Linked DNA regions of Arachis hypogaea: region 1 is linked to region 2. Evidence: chromatin contacts called from public Hi-C data. All regions are on one chromosome and are shown on one strand. The core of a region is the stretch at or near the end of the contact, and the rest is flanking DNA. Distances in the headings are between cores, read along the strand shown.

The links. A called contact is a pair of places that touch in the nucleus more often than the background predicts.
Region 1: a Hi-C map of leaf shows a contact between it and region 2, with 3 times the contacts expected there. The contact joins the promoter of LOC112749500 here to the enhancer-like site in region 2. A contact is called at or near these places in 4 of 8 Hi-C or Micro-C datasets (leaf and an unstated tissue).

What each region holds. Positions count from the first base shown.
Region 1 is chr15:12,404,627-12,408,810 of arahy.Tifrunner.gnm2.J5K5, reverse strand. It overlaps LOC112749500 (cytochrome P450 84A1), which reads right to left and starts at 2,802. Exons shown (of 3, transcript XM_025797762.3): 1 at 2,396-2,802; 2 at 1,039-1,835; 3 at 1-71. The coding sequence starts at 2,561.
Region 2 is chr15:12,328,132-12,332,353 of arahy.Tifrunner.gnm2.J5K5, reverse strand. No RefSeq gene overlaps it. Among protein-coding and RNA genes, the nearest start is that of LOC112749499, 4.7 kb to the right of the region's middle. Within about 2 kb of position 1,958, at least 3 of the 3 cell types and tissues checked have open chromatin away from gene starts, as enhancers often do.

The DNA of each region.
Region 1 (4,184 bases), core at 1,553-4,052, 76 kb before region 2:
CTTCTCATGAGTTCTGCCATTGCCCACTCTATTGCCGACGCTACCGTCTCTGTACCTCCAAACATCACGTCCTATTCATGTTACGGAAACAAGAATTACACAAATATCAAAGACAATAATAATTGTAACATAATAGTATAGGAAACATTTCAGGTGCACCGGGAGTACCGGTGCACCAATTATTTTAGCCGTTGATTTTAATTGCGGTGCACCTGAAATGTTTCCAATAGTATAATACCATCACGATAAAAATAAAAAGAGAATATTAATAATTGTACCATATCCATATAACCAAGAGATAAAGTCAATAATAATGTACACCACAAAAAAAGTCACAATAGTAATATACTATACTATTACTATGATCTTGCTCATTTGCTTTCCAGCTTTCGCTAGTTTGCTTTTTTTTTTTTTTTTTTGCTTTAATATATATGAAATTTATACAAGAGTAGTATCTACTTGATTTTGTTTGTGTACATACATGTGTGCCACTGCTGGACTAAAAATTGGAATGAAGGAAATGGAAAATAAAATGTAGGTATCCTAGAGAGGGAAATAACAACAATGAATAAAGAATCCAATCCACTTGTTAATATATATATTATGGGAATGGTACAGAGATCACTTAACGTTTGCTGGTTTTACTCATTCACATATTGCTTATACATTCAATCTTATCTACTTTTGTCACCGCACCTTATTTGATTAGCAAACAACATGAAATAGCATTAATATATCATAGTCATATTTTTGGCCTGCAAACGGTCTTTCCTTTTTTACGAAAAGATTAACTGACTCCTCACTGTATAACATTGGGACACAATCATTACTTAGGGGCATTTATGACAGATCAACCAATTTGAAATGAGTTTAATTGATTTAATTACGTTTATTAGATTCTTACTAATTCCGTGATAGATTTACAGTAAGTAGTACAACACTATAGCAGTCTCAAATAAGAGACATGTCACAATCAAATTAAAATTTGTTTAATTAATTAATTTAGTAAGAGCAGAGAGTGAAAGAGAATGACTATACCATAATGATGGCTTTGATGTTGTCCTTTGTGAGTTTGATAGAGTTGTGCAGATCGTCCGCTTCATTGTTTAGCTTGGCCTCCTCGCTGTAGAAAGCCAACAACTCATCCACCATATCAGACTCTTCAATATTATTACTGTGATCATTGTTGTTGTTGTTGTTCTTCACCTTGTGAACATGCTCATCGATGATCCCGTCAATGAAACTGTCCAACGCAGCTCGAGCCTTGACGAGCCTGTTGTTAAGGCCCTGAGGATCGATTCCACCAAGGAAAGGGATGAAATCTGCGACGTTGAAAGCTCCAAACAGCTTCGAGAATTCCTGAAGGATCTTGATGAACTCGTCTTGACCTTCTTGGGAACTGGACCCGAAGGCGGCGCGGTAGATGATGTTCTTGGTAAGGTTGAAAACGAGTTCGCCAATGTTGACGGGTTTTCCGGTGTTGGAGACGACGGAACCGACCACCTTGTCGACTTCGTCTCTGACGGACTCCCATGACTCTTGGCGCTTGCGGCTGAAGAGCTTCATGACACAGAGCTTACGCATCTGGCGCCAGAAGGGGCCGTAGTGGGCGAAGGCCATGTCCGCGCGGTCGTAGGTTAGGTAGCTTATGGCTATGGTGGCTGGACGGTTGGAGAAGATGTTGTCTTGGACTTGGAGGACTTGGCGTGCTGAGTCAGGGTCGGAAATCGCCACCATGTGGAGGAACCCCATTCGCAAATGGAAGATTCCGCCGTATTCTCTTGCTAGTTTAGCCAGCCCACGGTGTGTTAATTGTTCCATCATAAGCATGTTGCCTGTAACAATATGGAAAAAAAATGTTAATACTTTCTTTCCATCAATAAGACTAAAATTAACAAAACAAATATCCGATCCATTGTTATGAAAGAGAATTAAATTATTATTTACACGATTAGAAGGAACAGTTTTTAGTATAAAAGCATTTTTTGGCATATATATTATCTAGGTTTATAAAAATATAGGCTAGCTTCATAATTTTTTGGTTAAAAGTACATATTCTTATCCACCTAATCTCAAACATTCCATAACACTATTTTCTAAAGTGATTCGAATCTTTGTCTATATACTACATACAGACATATATAGGAGAGATTTTTTAGGTAATCTTCTCCGATCCATTCTTCATTTCTTTCAAACTTTAACCATTTTATTAATATAAAAATAAGAAATAACATTGTTTTACAAAATATAAATTTTTTCTTATACTGAGAGGACAGGTAACTTTCCTTTTCTCTATAAAAGAGGTAGTGTGTTGGTGCGTGTAATAAAAAAGTTGCATTTGATACTCTAAATTTATTGATTTACGAAGTAAAAATAGAAATGGAAGTTTAATTACCTATGATGGGTAAGCCTTTAGGCCCTGGTGGATACGGTGGCCTTCGGCGGATTCTAGAGACTAAACCTAGCAGCAACATCAGTGGGATTACGAGCATGGCGGCCATGTGGAGCGGTTGGAGCTCAAAGTTGGCTATGCTTAGTAGTGGCTTTTGAATCGTATCCATAACTATTTGGCTATGTAATAGACTTAATCAATGGCTAAATAATAAGTTGTAAACACTATTTTGGCAAGGGATCGATGAGGGAGAAATGGATTATGTGCATGTGGCGATAGCACTTGTGACTTTTGGTCACGAGGGACAATAATGCAACTGTAAATGTTGCTAAGTAGAGACATATAGTATGGTGCCTTATATACACACTTTTCCTGTGGAGCTTCAATATTGAACACAAAATTGTGGACCCTCTTATTTCTTAAAAATATCTCCTCTAAGTAGGTGAAAATTTGCGGCAACACTTTTTTTATTTATTTATTTTTTTTACTTTGACATGAAAGGAAAATATTGTAACGTATATAAATAATTTTTTATTTTTGATATTACATTTATAATGGTATTTTTTTAAAAATTATGAATGGTTAGATTGTTAATTTTAAATATGATATTATTTAATGAGATACAAAAATCAATTTTTTTAATTTCTAGAATTTAAAAATCAAATTTTTTAATTTTTATTTTAAAAAAATTTAAAATATAAAAATCAGACCTTTCAATTTTGATTCATCCTATAATTTTAAAAGATACCAAAAATTATATTACTCATTTCATTTCCATAAAAAAATGAGCTATATAAACATCTAAAGCTATATATATGATGTCTTTACAGTATACAGATTTTACTTTCGCAAGTGCTAAACATAATATTAATTAGGAATTATCAGATATAGCGTTAATAAAAAAATAAAACATCAATTTAACACTCGTATTTCAATGAGTTTGATATATATATCTCATTCTCTTGTGAAAATATTGTATATAAGTACGCATAAAATTTTTTATTTAGAAGAAAAAAAATATTCGTATTATATTGTAATTTTTGCTTTCACGGAAATGATTCTAAGAAGGAAAAGAAAAAATAATTTAGATTACTGTAAGACCAACCACGGGAAAGCGAAATTAAAAGGGTGTGTTGTTTTCAGCCAGAAAAATAGTCATATATAAGACCGTCCTGCGTATCAATATACGTGTCTATATATAATTGTTTAGTCGCCCATATAAGTATATATAACAGTATCATGACATTACACAATTTAATTAATTTTGGTTGATTGATACAATTTACCGAATCCTCTAAATATTGCAATTGGAGATTTTAATTAATTTAAGAATAAGAAAAAATGGGTAAAAAGGTCGAAGGGCGACGACACACAGGTTTGGACAAGGCGCGCTTCTCTTGTATGTGCCTTTAACAGCGTTTGAAGAGTTATTAAACTGACGATGCAAAAAGTAAACCAGAATAGAAAATTATTTAAGCCTCCTGTGATTTGAAATTTAGAAAGGGATTAAGAATTTCCATTAAGCTTTTTGTTTCTTTCTTCTCTTTTCTGTCATATGTTTTGACGCAATACACATGAATAATACTATAGAATTTTGACTTGAAAAAGCACGGAGGGCCTTTTTTTTCTTGTTAGATTTGGAACAAGCTAGTATATCCTACCTCTGTTATTTTACTAAAATATTAAAAAAAAAAAAAAACTATATTCATGTAAGAATAGTGAATTTTTTCACACGCACGTATTTCATTCCAAACGAAAAAATTAAGTAAAAGTAAGAGGAAAATAGGAAGTT
Region 2 (4,222 bases), core at 709-3,208:
ACTAATAATTAATTTTAACATTTGTTATCTAAAATTTAAAATAATTTAATGTGTAGACTTTTACATTTAATTAGATGTTAAGTCTGTTGCACAAATAGAAATAATTAATTTTTATACTTGTTATTAAAAAATAATATTTTTATTTATATAAAAATATAATTAGATATTAGCATAAAAAATATATTGATAGTTAAAAAATTAACTCAATTTTTTTTTAAATAATTGAATCTTGATTCTAACTTTTAATTATAACATTAGTATTCTCTCCAAATTATATATAATAAATATTTAAAAAAAGAGAAATAATACTATAGATTAAAAAAATAAGCGGTGAAAATTTAAAACTAAATAGAAAAACTAAAAAAATATGTATATAATAATAATATTTTTTTATTCAATTATATTGTTTTGGTAATTTTGTTTTCTGTAAAATAAAAAGTTAGAAAAAATAGAGAATGGGAGAAAAGAGAGAGAAAGATAAAGATGAAGAATGCGGGTGAGGATTTGTTAATTTTGGAAGAAAAATTTTATTTTAATTGTAATAAAAAATATTAGATGACATATTTTGATTTGTCAAATTACTAATATAAAATATAAATTATATATAGAGGAAAAATAGTAGAGAGAAATAGAAAAATGGAAAGAGATAGATGAGAGGAGTTAGGAAGGGAGTTTATTAATTTTAGAAGAAAATATTTTCTCTCAATTTTAATAAAGAGTGTTATGTGACACATTTGGTTATTAAATTAGATAGTAATATAGGTATATTAAAGAATGTCATGTTGCACATTTTGATTGTCAAATTCGTAATTAGTGATTAATAATGATATATAAAAGAGATAGAGTAGTTGAAGGAATGAAAGAAATAAAAAAAGAAAGAGGGAGGAGGAAAGAACTTTTTAATTTTGGAAGAAAAAATTTAATTTTAATTACAATGAAAAAGTGACATGTGGCACATTTTGGTTGTAAAATTAGTAGAGAAGATAAAAGAATTTTTTAATTTTAAAAAATATTAATTTTAATTACAATAAAAAATGATATGTACATATTTTAGTTGTAAAATTAATAAAAAATATTTTTTTTAATTTAAAAAATTTTTATTTTAATTATAATAAAAATTAATATATAATATATTTTAATTACAAAGTTAGTAATATATAATAGAATATATAATAGATAGATATATTAACTCAGCACGCTATTAACGAAGATCAAGAATGAGTCACTATTAAATATTTGGCAGTTTGATTGAGTAAATTAAAATTTATAAGTCCAAATTCAAAGGGCAAAATGGGTATTAACTGGCACCCTGCCAGACATCTCACATGTACAAATTGTTGAGTCCACATCAGTATTATACATACTATAATTCCAAGGAGCAATCATAGTTTTATATACTTATATACGGATTCCAATATTTGATGGAATTTGCTGGATTCCAATCATAGCACTTCTCACGCCTTGTAGCTAAAAAAGAGGCCTTGTACCGTATGTAATGGGCAACCCACCGGTAGTACACTCGTTCACAGGGGTTCATTGGCCTAAAAACAAAAATAATGATTGACTAACAAGTTCAAATAATATTGAAAATGAAATGCAAAGACAATTTGTTAATTATTTTATAGTGACTCGTGAAATTACTGTTTCAGTCCAATATGGATGGCAACTAACACGCATATTGCTAGTTCCGTATGTTATAATGTTCCACACTTCCACTTACATATATAGTGGCCAGTTGAATAGATTCGATACCCATATATCCATGCTGCTGCTGCTTTTTTTTCCCAAACAAACATATATTATATATATCCATGCTTGCTTAAGCTTGATCAATTCATTAATAAACTCCTAGTCACCAAAAAGAAAATTCATTAATAAACTCCCGCATGCACCTTTCCATGTGATTTAATGTATTGCTAAAGAGGGCAGTGCATATTCATTCATTGCCTAACGAAACAAAGGGATAGGCTCATATAAAACAGTATTAGAAGCCCAATAGTTGGATATCAATAATCTCCATATTGTTGTACCTTTTTTTAAGACTCCATCTGTTTTGATTATACAGTTTGGGTCAAAGTATCAATATCTAAGCCCATACATAACTGGATGTATGATTGCTTGATTCTGAAAATAAATTTTAGTGGGCTCTTATCAATGGGCCATAGTCATTGGGATATCAGGTTTTCAAGAACTTTAACTAAGTATTATTAACCAAGTTGGGTTGGTCTAGTAGTTAGTTTACTAGTCCGCTTAAGTAAGTGTCGGGGGTTCAAACCCTTAAATGGAGTTCACTACCACGGCGAATTAGTTCTTAATTTGCTGGGCTGAGTCAGTCATCGGATTAGTTATTGATGGCAATGCCGGAGATGGAATTGTTATTTTTAGCGTTATCAGTTTTTGTTTCTCTTTTTTTTGCTCCACCTTATTGTGTTGAACTTTTTTTACTTAAAAAAAATTTTAAAACAGAAGAATGAAAATATAAACCAAATAATTATTTGGTCCACATATTTTTTATAAGGTTATAACTAGACATATGATCCTCTTTCTGTATATAAACATATGAAAAAAATTATTATAAACAATAATCATACCCAATTCATTCTTTCAAAAGCTATTTTACAAGGGACACAATGATCATTTAAAATATTATCATAAAAGCTATTTTTACCATTATTGCTTATTTGATACGTATGGTTATTGAAATGATATTTAATCAGCTTGTAGGGAAGATAATGCATTTGATTCACGTAATTCTAAAACTAACAATACCTCATGTGCTCAAGATAACATACAAACATAATATAACATACGAACTTGCATCATAATGACATTTGTCTTTAACAGAAAAATTGGGGGCAGGATGCAATGAGAACGGACGTAGAGTCCAGGGCACATGATCACCGTTCATCAAAGAAACATAGTGGTCAAAAAGCTTGGGTAACATCCGCATAATTGTTGCAACCTAATATGTAGATTTATGGAGATACCTATGTTACTTTTTCCATAAAGTGTTCTCAAAAAACAGGGTAGCAAGTAGCAACAAATTAAAAACAACCATACCTTTATATCCATTATATTCCAGCAGATATTTGCTCCTTCTTTGGTAGCTAGTTTGTTAATTATACTTAATTACAATCCAACTTCTTTCTTTGCATTTATAATTTACAATAATAACGTGCCGGGGATGATTCTTCAATTAAAATTCAGACTCACACGTTATTATTCACCCTATTACCTTTATTTTTTACTGCCACTATTACTCTTTCGGTTGATTCCAAGAACTAGAATTCAAACTCGCACTTAGCTTGCTGCGGTTTCAATAGGATTTGAATTTTGAATCATAGATCTATAATAAAGATCTATATATAGTTTCTTTTCCATTTGAAAAATAAACGTTACTGGACACGTACCCCCTCTTAGAGCTTATGTAAAATCTCCCATGTACACGAATTCAAGAACTTTATAATATAACATTTAATGGTGTCAATAATGAATCCAATACCCGAACCCATATTTTATTTTATCATCAAAATTTACGAGTAAAAATAGAATCAATAAATCAATATACATATTAATTTAATAGCATAGATAAGCAAAATCGTGGCGTATGTAGCAGAATTATTATTGTGCTACTATCATAGACATTATAGAAGTAGTTCGGAACGGGTAAGATATAGTCATCACGTGATTGCCACGAAACATTAAAGGCTTTTTTATATTTTGGTAAAAAGCACTTGCACAGTTACAGTAGCGTTTCCACACTAGCTAGCTAGAATAATTATTTGCTCTAATCGTATTTCTTTATTCGGTCTCTATTATAACTCTAGCAAACACGCATTAACCAAAAGTTATACTGATGAGGATGGTAATCAAATAGCAAATTGACTTTCGAAATTGGGAGTGAGTTGCTTCAGTTCCACTTGACTCCAAAAGAATACGCTTTGAGATTATCGACGGAGGCAACAACATATATTATTGCTGTTTTGCATGCATTCAATTCTATTGTAAAACGACACCGCATCTCCAAACTTGAAATGCGGGTGAAGTAGTTAGCAATAAATAGAGCATTATGCAGGCCTGCTTTGAAATATCATTCATGTGAATTAAGGATGGGGAAGAGGGTGTTTTCGTGATTAGAAGTATAGAATTCCCCACAAGAAAAAAAGGGGGCCTGAATGCAATGCAGATGTCAGGTAAGGACTTTATTGATTCAGCACAACCA